Regions from separate parts of the Gossypium hirsutum genome. Here region 2 is linked to region 1. The links are chromatin contacts, called in public Hi-C maps. All regions are on one chromosome and are shown on one strand. Each heading gives the region's core, a stretch centred on a gene start, on an enhancer-like site or on the middle of the called end of the contact. The rest is flanking DNA. Distances are from core to core; before and after follow the strand shown.

Region 1 (7,067 bases), core at 1,751-4,250:
TTTTAAGTCCAAAAACAAAATTGAACCCTTCTAATTCATCCTTATTCCGTATTAAACTCTAAAGTCCATCGTCTTGAAGCTTCAACTCTTCTTCTCGGAAATTTTTCGTAATAAAATTTTGAACGAATAAATTGAGTTTTGACTTCAACTACTTGATTTGAATCTCATGATTGGGTCTTGAGGGAAACTAAGTCCATCTCCATCATGGACCTTTAATTGGGTTAGGCCGCTCATATCACTACTTTATTCTTTCATTTTTCATCATACAATCAATAGTTAAAAATACTTAAAGTTGAATAAAATTACAACCTCATCATATGATTTCATACCAATCTTTCAAGGATTCATATCACTTTTAAGATATTATGACAAATATTTTTCCACTACTTTCATATGTATACACTGTGTATTTGTTTATTATTTATTCACATATTCCTTAATTTTTAAATTTCTAAAATTTATCAATTAATGTTCATTGCGATAAATCATAATTTTGTTTTATAATATATTTGAAGATAAACTTTAGGACAAATACTTGGATTTATATAATGAATGATTCCACTACCCTTTGGAAATTGAGATCATTTTATTCTGTCATCTCGGATTGTCCAGTAATGATGGCTTTTAGTATTTGTTCACGACCCTCAAGGAATTAGATCTATAAATCATAATATCAGCGACCCTGTGACATGCTAACTATACTCGAGCTATATCTAACATTGTTAAACGAGGCATGATCATATTTATCACCATCATAACACAATTCAATAGATATTAAAATCTCAATACTACATATATACATCTGTATCAAACATATATTCACACACACATATATATATATTACAATTCAAGCATTCGAGGTTGATTCCAACAATCACTACATCCAATTCATCATGTCATGTCTGGGAAAAGATACGATTACATCGGCAAATACTTTATATTCGATTATAACTACTAGACTACGAACAAGTTATTGAAATTGAACTATAAAAGCACAAACCAATTTTGCTATCCATTGTTCACCTTTGCTATTGACACTCAATGATTCAACCTCATCATTAACTATGTACGATAATACGATTATAAAAATGATATTATTTTATAATTAACAAAAGTACAACCAACAATCAAGCAAAATTACATCCTTTACAAAAAAAAAAAATCCTTTTTTAATCTAATTATCTGAATTGCTCGTATATCTCGATATTTAGCATCGAATTTCACAATTATTTTCTAGGGACCTCCAACTATCATTACATAACCATAAATTTCAACAGCTTTCATTTCTTACATTATTGTCCTCAACACATGCAGCAATTGTGTCATGAATACTTTTAATCAAAGCTTCAATCTAATTCCACGCCTAGCTTATTTCAATCACTTTAAACTCATCTTTATCAACAATCCGTAGTACTTTCCCAAGCATTTCTCCTTTCAATCTTAACATATATTGAACCATAATCTAGACTTACTTTCCTGGTGGGAGCTCGATGCATGGAGAATAAGATGATCAAGATTTCTTTTTCTCTTTCTTTTGGGGAACAGAAAGATGAACCAATTCTTTCATCTTTTATAATTAAATTCAATAATCCTTTAATGCCCACATACTTAGTCTAAATTGATGGATAGAATCGAGCTTATCCACTAAGCTTGCTTTTAATAGTGGTTAATTATGCTTAGGTCCTTGGTTTAATACTTTACCCAATCCTTAAATTTTAGCTCCCTTTCAATATAGTCCCTACTCATTAATTTACAAAATACTTAAATAATTCTTTTTGCTAAATCTCAATTTAAAAAATTCAATTAGCTGGATTCATGAAATAGGGTGATTGGATCATTACAGTTCCCGTTTCTCACTCTTAGATATACTTAATTCATAATTTTAATTTTGGTGAAACTAAATAGAATGAGTTAATGGAGATAGTCATGCTTAGCCACTAATTATAACAACCATAGTTAAATTGTTTTTATCACCTGTCACATTTATTTTTTATTTTTGGACAAAAATAAAAATAAATACCTAAATGGTATTTATAATAATACCAAGAGGTGGAGGGCATGGAGGAGGCGACACCCAAATTTTTTTTTACATAATCATTAAAACATCATTACGCAATGATATGTTTTTTTTTAAATATATATTTTTTAAAAGTGGAGGGTGTGAGAGAGCCAGCACTAATATTTTATTGTGTAGTTATTTTTATTTTTATTTATTTTACAAATGGTTTTGTTGATTTAATTGGTTTTTTTTATTTTGTATAAAGGGTGTGTTTGAAAGAAAGATATGTATGATTCTATTTCTTTTAAACATTTTTTTTCTTATTTTTTTAATTTAAATGTAAATAACAGAAACGATATTAATTTAATTTTTGTTGATAGTTTATCTTGTAGAGAGGGTGTTTTGAAGAAACGGAGCAGGTATGTTTTTGTTTTATTGAACATTAATTTTTTGTTGTTTATGTCCTTAATACATAGTCCCATTGTGTTGAAATTTTTAGAGAGTTTTATTATTATTATTCAATATATAATAATCAATTTTAAAATAAAAAAATCTGAAAAATATAGAGTAAAAAGTCAGATCTCTTCCCGTTTTCCTTTTTATTTGCTTAACATTCTTTTAATTATATTAAATGTTGTACAGTTCTTTTATTGATAATAGACACAATTATGTTAAAAAAATAGATATAATGAAATTATTAAAAAATATCTATTTATTTTGGCTTTTAATAAATATATTTTATTGGAATTCATCTGTTATTAATAATCTTAACAATAATAACTCATAAAAGATAAAACCCTAAAGCCAGAAGATAAATAGAGTAAAAAAACAAAAAAAAAGAGAACGAGATCTCATCTCGGTGGCTGACGGCAGCAGGGACAGTGGAAGAAGCAGATCTCGATAGCAGAACAAACAGAAACGATGGCTGAAGGGTAAAGCAGATATAGGACAAACGGTGGAAGGCTGAGGGCGAAGGACTGAAGGTTTGGGGGTGAGGGTTTCTTTAAATTTTTTTTTCTTTGGGTTGACTTGTTACTGGGCTTTTGGCCATTGGGCCAATATCCCACTCTAAACTAGCCCATTTTTCAAAAACTGGTCTGACTGGTTTTTTTATGAGTTTTTTATTTGTAGTTCAACTCCAGTTTTTTTCATTTCCTGGTTCAGAGGGGTTTTTGTTGTTGATCAGACGGATAAATCAGTCCAACTAGCGGGCAAATTCTAGTGTTTACATGAAGCCCCGTATACTCTTAATTTGAGTAGAAGTTGTATTTTTTTATTGAATATTATTATTTAATCGGACTTTTATTCGAACATAACTTTTATATTGATTCTTTATAATTAGGAATTATGTTTTGAGTTATTTGCACATTGAATAAATGTGATTGTTCTGTTAAAAAGTAGTGAAAATTTATTTCACAGACTAAATTCTAATTTTTTAAGAAAAATGCATAGTTTTCGGTTAAAGAGAAAATTAATTTTCCTATTGAAAGTTAAGTTAAAGTTCTCATTCTATGATTTGGTTTATGTTGTTAGAGTCCACACTCGAGGCAATTCATAATTCGAGAATAATAGGGAAGATCATTCGATAGAAAGTCGAGATCGACTTTAAATTACCTTGTGCAAAGCATAGATATATTCCAATTAAGTTTAATACTATAAATAACACAACAGCTCGGTTTCAAAGAAAATTTTTAAACTTCTATTGTTCTTGAAATAATTGTTTTCTTAACCGATTTTTCAAACTATTTCACAATCATTCTAAATCTATCACGCACACATGACAATTTTCTCATTTGTATCTTTGAAGACTACAACCCTCACCACTAAATTCGTTGGGTTAATTAGCTTGTAAAACCACAACACAACAGGTTTTACAATCAAAATGCACTCAAAAAATATGATTTCTCACATGAACAAATTTAGTGCTCTAAATTCTAGGTACATAAATCTATATAAGTTTCTCAATTATATAGAATATTTCGAGGCTTGCTTACGTAAGAAGATTTATATCAATCTACAAAAATCAATCACATAATAAGTTGAATATAATAAATAATAATGTGTGACAGCCCTAAAGTGACCCTAGTCGGAAAGCGGTTTCGGGACCGCTAAACCGAGTCACCAAATTATTTGAATATAATGATTAATGTCTAAAATATGTGAATATGAATGTGTGAAAGTTTTAAGCTTCGATTTAGTCAATTGCATGTGAATTTAGCTAATAGGACTTATGTGTGCCACTTTTGAAATGTGATAGGTCGATCTATAAGGATCTATTAGTGCATGAAATCAAAACGGTGGACTTGCATGTCAATTTCCCCCTTAAGAAGTAGTGGCCGGCCATGACATTAAGGATAGACAAAATGTTATGGGCAAAACATGTCATAAACATGTTATGTTAGTGATTTATGTTAGGAAAAATAAAATAAGGAGTATGGGCAATAAAATAATAATGGAAAGGTAAATGATGACAAAAAAAAAATGTGTGTGGTTGCCCCCCCATTGCCGTGAATTGAAAAAAAAGAAGAAGTTCTCATGTTGTTCTTGGCCGAATGGGAGAAAGAGAAGAAGGGGGAAGAGCTTTGAGAAAATCGGCTATGGTGGGTTGCTAGACTAAGGTATGTTTGATGTTGTCCATGAGATTCATGCATGTTTTTAGTTGTTAGTTTGAGTTCTACCTAGCCCATGGTTTAAATCTTTGCTATGAGATGGAGGTGATATTCGGCCATGGGTGTTGTCTTCTTGGTTGATGTTTGATGTTGTGGTGATGAGGCATGAAGATGAGTCAAGTTTCGGCTAAGGTGGATTTGTGTTGATGTCATTTGCATGCTAAGTGTGAAGCTTTGTAATGATACATGTGATGGTGATTGATGACTCTTGGATTTTCTTTTTGGCATTTTTGAGTTAGACATTAAGTTCTTTGTGTAACCCATGACCAAAATTGAATGGTATGGTGTCTTGATGCATTCGGCCATGGTAGAAAGTAGATGTGAAATGGCAGTAAGGTGAAGTGCAAAATGTTAGTATTTGATTACTAGTGTATATATGCATATTAGCCGAGTTTTGAACTTGAAACAAAATGATATGTAGTCAATACAAGTAACCATACTTGTAGGAAGTATTAAGCATATAATCGGCCTCAACATAGACATGCATATTCGGCCACATGAAGAAGATTGGTGTTGCATGTATTCGGTTAGAGGCAAGCATATTGATGCTTTTATCTTGGCTTAGACAATCGGCTAAAAGAGAGTGTGGGCTAATATGTTGAGTTGATTCAAGATTTCATATGTATGTGACTTTAATGTCTAATGTATATATATATGGGCTAAGTACCTTGAGTTCCTCTATTGATGCTCAAATGATTAAATCAATTTATTTGTTAAATTAAGCTCAAGAGCAAAGGGGAACTAAATCCGATAAAGGGAAGGAAAAAGTGGTCGAATAGCCATCGAAATCGTTCGACAACATCCGAGGCAAGTTTTCGAGCAATGAGATTTAGTTATGAATTGATTAAGTCATGATGTATGAGCATAACAAATATACGGTGATATGATGATTCTACTTGAATTATATGTTGAGTTAATTAGTCTATACGTATGACGGGTAGCCGTATGTGCATAGAGATCGTGTCATAAAGCAAACTAAACCATGCTGTTTGTATGTGGCTAGTGAGCCGAAAATGGGAATGCTTAATACGTGACTTGTGTTTGAACTCTAATTATGAAAATGAAATATAGATGTGTCATGATTTATTGATATGTGCATGAATATTCGGACGATAACCGGGCTAAGTCCCGAAGGCATTTGCGCTAATTACTAGTTCCGGGCTAAGTCCCGAAGGCATTTGTGCGAGTTACTATATCCGGGCTAAGTCCCGAAGGCAATTGTGCGAGTTACTATATCCAGGCTAAGTCTCGAAGGCATTGGTGCGAGTTACTATATCCGGGCTATGTCCCGAAGGTATTTGAGCGAGTAGCTATATCCGGTTAAATCCCGAAGGTACTTGGCTTGGGAATAAGCGATCTTGCTGTAATAATTTCAATTAATACGCTCGTAAAATCCCAATGATGGGTATGTTTCGTATATGCATTGAATTGGTTGATTCCTTACAAATAGTATTCGCTCAGTCGATAAATGAGCTACTGGCCTTTGGCTAAGTTGATCTTTTGTGTATGAATATAAGGGTTGGTAATGTGAGGTAAGTATGATATTGAGAATTTGAGCATATGAAATTATCCGTTTAGCCATATGAATGCTATACTTTAGTTGTGTCTAATTTCATGGCTCAAAACTTACTAAGCATTAAATGCTTACTCCGTTTCTTTGACTCTCTGTTTTATAGATTTTGGTTCGTCAGCTATCGGACTTGGGATTGTCGAAGTTGAAGTCGTCGACACTATCAAAGCCCCTTTTTGGTACACTTTTGGTTGAACTCTGAAATGGCATGTATAGGACTACCCTTTTTGATGTTGGTCATGTACCTTTCGGTATTGTACAAATTTGGATAGCCATGCGAAAATGGCTTATATATATTTTTGAGCATAATGTTATAATCATTTTGTATGTAAATGGTTATTGAGAGGTGTGGATATGCTTGGCAATGATTGGCCATTGGAATGGTTAATCACGATTATACCTTGTGCTATATATACTAAAGGGTTAGTTGAATCATGGAAACTATGTAATAGGTAAGGACTACCTTAAAGGCAGATGCTGACAGCAGCAGTGGTGTGAATTTGAAAAATCACTAAAAATAGTAGGAATGGAATTAAATAGTGAATAAATTATGTAATCGAACCTTGATGAATCTAATTCCATATGGAAGAAACTAAATGGTCATATGAGTTGTAATTTAAGAGATATTTAACTTTTCGTGGGACAGGGTTAGAGCAATTTCTAGATCCCCTGATCTGACTTTGGAAATTCATTATAAATTAACCAGATATAATTAGTAGTCATTCCATATATGTATAGATTCCTTTTTGAGTATAGTTTCATTAGAAACAAACATCATAACTATTGAAGCCCTGTACAAGGAGTTATCTAAGTCACAATGCAGGAAGGT
Region 2 (7,067 bases), core at 2,176-4,675, 530 kb after region 1:
AAATTAAAAAAAAAAGAATCGAATTTCAAGTCAACTCGAATAAATAATATAGTAAAAGAAACTATTTCAGCAAAGAAACTCCAATGATTAACTAGTTCAGCAAAAGAAATATAGTAAAAGAAGAGGGTTGCAAATGCTTTGTGTTTAACCGATTCCATTCATCTTACTCGGCACTGAGAACGGTGATTCAAGTATTCAAACATATCCAAAAAGATAACTAAATGAAATTCAAGTCTTAAACCAAAAAAATATTTAATGCATGTGTGTCGAGCAGCTTATTTCTTCTCAACTCTGAAAAAAAAGACTTACTCACCACTTTGGTCATGGCAGAACCTAGAACATCCTGATAAGCAATTATTGCCGAATCAAATCCACAAAAAGCGAGAAACTTGAGGGGGAGGAGGCTAGTTCACAACATCAAGTACCAGCCTGCGAGATTTGAGAACCGACCACCTCAAGCGTCGGTAGTAAGCAGCTTGAAGCAAAGCCAATGACAATACAAATATCCATTTAAAACCCATCTGCATTCGATGATGGAAATATCAGAACTCTAATTGTTAAAACAAGGTCTTTAGACTAAAGAATCATTTATGATATGATACATACCAGCTTCCTTTCTTCCATTTCTGGTTCTGCCGCCCATGACAAAAATGTCACCACATCTTTCCCCATCTGTGCACCATATGACAATAATAATACAGAAGAGTGAGAAATGTATCCCATATGAAATGCAAATACATAAGGGGGTTCTCAAACACATAGGCAAGGTAATATGAATGAAATGAAAGGGCAGAAACAGACCTGAGCTTCAGTTGCAGGGGTGCCATCTTCATACTCTACAGCACCATCAATAAGCATTTTAGGCATGGCAATTGCTCCTCCTGGAAAGTATGGGTTATAGTGTAGCCCCTCACGAATCTACACGATTGAAAAATGAAGACTTTAGGTATTATTCTTGAGCCTCAACCAAAAATATTCAGTTGATATTAGATAATTGTAGCCAGCTATTAACAACAAAGTGTACATGCACGTGCTACAAGCATGCATACAAAAGCTATACAATGAAAAGAACTGCGGATCAGGGGAAATGAAGGGTTAAATTCTGAACTGTTACAGCAAAAGGAAGGCATTGGCCTTGCATTTAAAACGTATGTTTTCATAATACAGACATTGAAAAGCAGCAGTTAAAATGGATCAAATCGAAGAGCTATAGAACTTAATCCTAACTTCAGACCCACATTCTCTCTTCCGTTGTATACTCCCAATTGCAAAATATATATAAATACAAAGTATCTTTGGAAGAAGCTAAATGTTTCCAACATTGGACATTAGAACAAAATTTCATGTCACAGAAGATAGTGTAAAGCAGAACTTACCATAACACCAGCAGGAGGGTCACGGTAACCAGTTAGAAGCGCAAACACATAGTTCTGGCCATTATGACGAGCCTGAAAAAATAAACAAGTATGATATCTTAAGTTTATATATAACCAATAACTTCCACAGTGGTCTAAAAAGCAAGGCGAGAATTACTTTGGTGATGAGACTTAGATCTGGAGGATAAGCTCCTCCATTTGCAAACCTAGCTGCTTGTTCGTTTGCATATGGCTGAGGAAAGCGGTCACTAAGTTTACCCGGACGAGTAAACATCTCACCCTCATCATTAGGACCGTCAACCACCTCAATCTCAGCTGCCATAGCCTTCGTCTCCTCTTCCGTATACGCAACACCAACCAAATCACGGTATGATATTAGGGACATAGAGTGGCAGGATGCACACACTTGCTGGTAAACCTGGTGACCGCGACGAATCCTGATCATGCAAGATTGATATCACATCATTAACACTGGCAGCAAAAAGTAAAAATATATGTATGGCAATGGCTAACCTAATATTACAACCATATTGCAAGATTCTAAATAGATTTCTCCAATTCTCCAATTGGATGTTGAGACTGATATACAACTTTTTTCCTTTTCAAGTAAGGTTTATTCGTTTTTGTGCACATAACAAAAAAGAGCAAGGAAAGGCATAAAACTCACGAAGCATGGTCATATGAACTGAGGATGCCTGCGTGAGGCCAAGGATAATTTGGAACTCCTAAACCGTGTTCTGCCTCATCAGCAGATGCTACTGTTGCAAAACCTAGTAAACCTGAAACACCAGCTCCAAGGAGTGCAACGGTCCTCATACCAGCAGAACCCGCATCGTCATTAACTTTCCTTGATGAAAACCATGATAAAGCTTGAACCTGAGCAATAATACAGAACAAGTATTGGTAACTGGGAGAAAACCATTCCAGGTTAGATCCTATAGAAACTTTTCATTATTATTCAGAGATGAAAACTTTTTTTGCTCTGACTCTTCATTGTTCATGAAGTGCACATGTCCAAGACTCATATCCGACACTTGAGTATGAAGATAAACCTCCAAGGATATACTCCAAATACATGGAAAAAATTTAAAAAATCCGATCATACCCATGTCAATGCACACTTGCATATCAGACATTAGCACCCAAGTAAGAGGAATATAGGATGAAAATATACCGCAATTGGACAAAGCTTGCCTTAAAAGTTAGAATTCATCTCGAGGAAAGTAGAAAACTAGGATCAATGAATGAAAACTTGCTAAAATTTAACAAATACTAGAATCCATGTAGCAAAATATTTCAAGATTATCTAAGAAAATCCAGTAAGAACCATGTAGATTGCATGGTCTTCATAACCTCATTCCCTAGGTAAGTATAAGTTTAACATCAATGAAGGAAAACTAGGAAAGAATCTTACAGCAGACTGTGATTGAAATTTCCTCCTTAAAACCTGGTGGATTAATCCTCCAGCCATTTCAGCTAATTTCCCTGAAAAGTTCAGCTGAAACTTAATAAGCAAATGTATATTTACAAATAAAATGTTAAAAAAAAGAGAGGACCAAATGAGATTAAAAAGAGAATTCATATAAAGGTTCCTTTTTTTCAGTCAAATAATCATTAAATTCTCCAAAAAGGAAAAGCTCTAACAGTGTTGAAACAATTGGGTAATCATAAAATCAAAGGATAAACATACAATACAAAAAGAACAGTAAACCCAATCTAAGGAATAGCATAAAGAAGCCAAAAAAAGGTTAAAGTTTAAAATGAAAAAAAGGAGGAACTTGAAAACCCTAACATAGAGGATCTGGGGGCAGATCCAACAACTATGGAGGAAAAAATAATAAAAATAACAAACCCAAAGATTAAAAGAGGATGTGAAGAGAGCATAAGACAGAGAACTAACTTGAAAAAGAGAGTGAAGGTTGATCACAGAGAGGTGGTGGTGGTGGTGGTGGTGGTCAAAGGAACCGGCGGCTGCCTCACAGATCCAAAGGAACAAAACGAAAAGTATAAGAGAAAACAGCATAAATTATATTAGGAAAAAAAAATACAGTGACTGATATTTAGTCGAGTCGCGTGTCCACCAACAGACAGTAAGGTTTTGGGCTTTTAGGATGGCCTTGAAAACTGCCAGGTCTTGTGTTTGGTCTTTTCAGTTACATGAGACCCAAGTAGTGGACAGCAATAAAACCAGCCCATAAAGGAGAGACTCCACAAATAAATAAAAGGAAAACAGACAGGCCCCTTTTTTTCTTGCAGAGACAGCCCATTTCATCCACCGACCGATCATGAAAACAACAGCTGAGGATTGCCCTTGAATTTCCAACCTCGGAAGACACATAAATGTAAAGGATTAATTTCACAGTACATCCTCAAATTATGATTCATGTTTTAAACAAGTTCTAAATTTTAAAATGTTGGAATTGAGTTTTTAAAATATAAGTATCGTATCAATTAGGTTGTTTCGTCAATCTAATTATTAATTTGGATGCTAAATATGCATGAATCTAATAAAAAATATAATTTTTATGCAATATTTAGTATTATTTGAATCGAATTGATTGATACATTAGTTCAAATATAGAAGTTGAATCGACCTCTAAATGAACTGCTCAAAACTAATAAAAAATCGGAAGTCAAAACAAAAAGTCAACAATTTGAATCAGTTGAACGGATTTTATATATTCTTTTTATGTTTTATGAATATTTTTATTATTTATTTTTATATGATTGATCAAATCGAATGTTGAACATAGTTTAAACCGTTCAACCACTATCCTAATTTTTAAAATACTAGTGGCATACGATTCCCAAGCTATCCAAATGCTAAAAGTACCTAACTGATACTTTGAGTATTATAGTTTAGGACTAATGTAAAATTTGAAGCATAATTTAGGACATGAGATGTAATTTACCCAAGAACTAGTGAACTTCAAAAGGCAATGAAAAACCATTGGCGCCCAACATTTTTAGCAGAGTTCAAAGTTACTGCTGTCTCAAGCTGTCTTTCTTTTTTCTCCTCCAACCCCTGTATTTCCTTTACGTTCTAATAAATAAATGGAGATGAGCAATACTCTTATGAACCTGCAAAAAGAAAAATGGGCAAAAATCTACATCACCACCATCAACATCAAAGCAAGAGCAACAACAGTCAGACAAAATTTATATTTGTTCTCTTCTTCTTTTGTCTTTTGGGATTGGCTTGCATTATAGATCTCTTCTGGGCATCTTCTTCTTCTTTTAGCTCTTCATATCTTAGGTTTGCATCCAATTGGGTGTCTCAAAAACCTCGTATCTTTGTTTCTCAACAACAACAAAACGTTGACGACAAGGTTTTGTGTTTTTTTTCTTCTTTTTTTTTGTCTTTCCCTCTCTTTAAAAATTTCTTCTTTTGGTGATAGTTTTTTTTTTTGTAAAATTTTAGATTGGGAAAAAGAAGAGATTTTTATCAGCAACATTTGCGGATTTACCAGCACCAGATTTGGCTTGGGAACAAATGCCATCAGCACCAGTTCCACGCCTTGATGGTTCAGCTATACAAATTAACAACCTTTTCTATGTTCTTTCAGGATATGGTACCCTTGACCATGTAAGTTTATCATTCTATGAACCCTTTGGTTTTAAATTGTTGATTAGATTGAATTGATGAATGTAATTGATGTGTATTTGATTTTTCAACAACAGGTGCACTCTCATGTTGATGTGTTTAATTTCACTGACAATACATGGTGTGCCAAGTTCGATACACCAAAAGACATGGCGAATTCACATCTAGGAGTAGCAAGTGATGGGAGATACATATATGTAGTGTCAGGTCAATATGGTCCCCAATGTCGGGCCCCGACATCTCGTACTTATGTTCTTGATACTCAAACAAGGGAATGGCAAAGCTTGCCTCCTTTGCCAGCCCCAAGGTATGTGACACCGGTATGTGATTGTATGAACCACACATAACTTGGATAAATGTCGAATGAACTAACTTTTTTCAACATTGAAAAATTTTCAGGTATGCTCCAGCAACTCAGTTATGGAAAGGCAGACTCCATGTGATGGGAGGCAGCAAAGAGAATCGCCACACACCGGGATTGGAGCATTGGAGTATAGCAGTAAAAGATGGCAAGGCATTGGACAAAGAGTGGCGGACCGAGATCCCGATTCCTCGTGGAGGACCGCATAGGTATTGTTATTGTTCTTTTGGAAATGTTAATACCTTGAGGATTCTAGCCTATAAAGATTGACTAATTTACGCGGTGACTAATCGTTTTGACAGGGCTTGTGTTGCGATAAACGATCGACTGTTTGTAATCGGCGGTCAAGAGGGAGATTTTATGGCGAAACCTGGATCACCTATCTTCAAATGTTCTCGTAGACATGAGGTATATAAATAGCTCGTTAATGGATATGTTCATTGCAAGCCATGATGATCATTATTCAGACATGTTCTTGAGTCTGCCATGTAAGGATAAGTTTAGTTAGCTGTAGTGATGGCATTTTAACCATTTTTTATCCTTTAAGGATAAATTTAGTCTGCCTTGAAAGGATAAGTTTACTTAATGGATAAGTTCATTGCAAGCCATGATGATCATTATGCAGACATGTTCTTTAGTCTGCTTTGTAAGGATAAGTTGTTGGATGTAGTGATGACATTTTGACCATTTTTTATCCATTCTTTTGGCTCATAGTTCAGACATGAGGTAAAGTATTGCTAGTTAATGGATAAGTACATTGCAAGCCATGATGATCATTATTCAGACATGTTTTTTAACCTGTCATGTTTTTTCATGTTGGATTCTCTGGTTTCTTATATAACCTGAAATGCTTCATCATTATTTTAGGTTGTATATGGAGATGTTGACATGCTAGATGCTGAAATGAAGAAATGGGAAGTGTTACCTCCATTGCCAAAACCAAACTCCCACATAGAATGTTCTTGGGTAGTTGTCAACAATTCGATCATAATTACAGGCGGCACAACAGAAAAACATCCAGAGACCAAAAGGATGATTCTCGTTGGGGAAGTTTTCCAGTTTCATTTAGATTCACTGGTATGTGTGTGCTTTGTCTGAAAAAGAGACCTTTTTTTTAAGGCAATGGAAGCAACTGAAACATGCTAAATGAATTTGCTAATTGCAGACTTGGTCGGTGATCGGAAAGCTTCCTTACCGTGTGAAGACAACCTTAGCCGGTTTTTGGGACGGATATTTGTATTTTACATCGGGACAACGAGACAGAGGACCAGATAATCCGCAACCGAAGAAGGTGATTGGAGAGTTGTGGAGAACCAAACTGAATATCTAATTCTTAACCATGTTTGTACATTATTTACGTCTCTGTTTCTTTCAAGGAATACAAAGCTTACGTGTCATAGCTGTTTTAAATAGATCAGAAATTTTGTTAGGGTCCTGTGTACCACATTACACTCTGAATAATAAGTTTATAAAAATGAGTATTGGTTGAGTGGAAAAGTAGAGAGATGGGAGGAAGGAAAGAAAATAAATTTTAAATAATTATTTTTTATTTTAATGCATAAAAATTAATTATTTTAAAATGAAATATGAGATTTATTTTAATTTAAAATTATTCATTTTTTAAATATTTTGTTTTATTTCTTTTTTATTTTTCATCTCTATTAAATAATGGATGGAAAGAATAGTAATTTTTTTTAAAATTTATATCTTTTTTATCAAGCAACAT

The links. A called contact is a pair of places that touch in the nucleus more often than the background predicts.
Region 2: a contact with region 1 is called in a Hi-C map of leaf, with 3 times the contacts expected there. The contact joins the promoter of LOC107888727 here to the enhancer-like site in region 1. A contact is called at or near these places in 10 of 34 Hi-C or Micro-C datasets (leaf, petal and seedling).

Annotation. Positions count from the first base shown.
Region 1 is chrA09:15,191,676-15,198,742 of Gossypium_hirsutum_v2.1, forward strand. No RefSeq gene overlaps it. Among protein-coding and RNA genes, the nearest start is that of LOC107888707, 16 kb to the left of the region's middle. Within about 2 kb of position 3,001, at least 7 of the 9 cell types and tissues checked have an H3K27ac peak or open chromatin away from gene starts, as enhancers often do. A contact at or near this core is called in leaf, where this site is marked.
Region 2 is chrA09:15,724,504-15,731,570 of Gossypium_hirsutum_v2.1, forward strand. LOC107888727 (cytochrome c1-2, heme protein, mitochondrial) reads right to left here and starts at 3,426. Exons shown (of 8, transcript XM_016812914.2): 1 at 3,277-3,426; 2 at 2,791-2,874; 3 at 2,044-2,252; 4 at 1,534-1,813; 5 at 1,377-1,448; 6 at 802-918; 7 at 607-672; 8 at 138-521. The coding sequence starts at 3,399. The coding sequence ends at 405. It overlaps LOC107888728 (kelch repeat-containing protein At3g27220), which reads left to right and starts at 4,371. Exons shown (of 7, transcript XM_016812916.2): 1 at 4,371-4,705; 2 at 4,798-4,962; 3 at 5,058-5,287; 4 at 5,380-5,550; 5 at 5,644-5,749; 6 at 6,209-6,418; 7 at 6,507-6,838. The coding sequence starts at 4,472. The coding sequence ends at 6,671.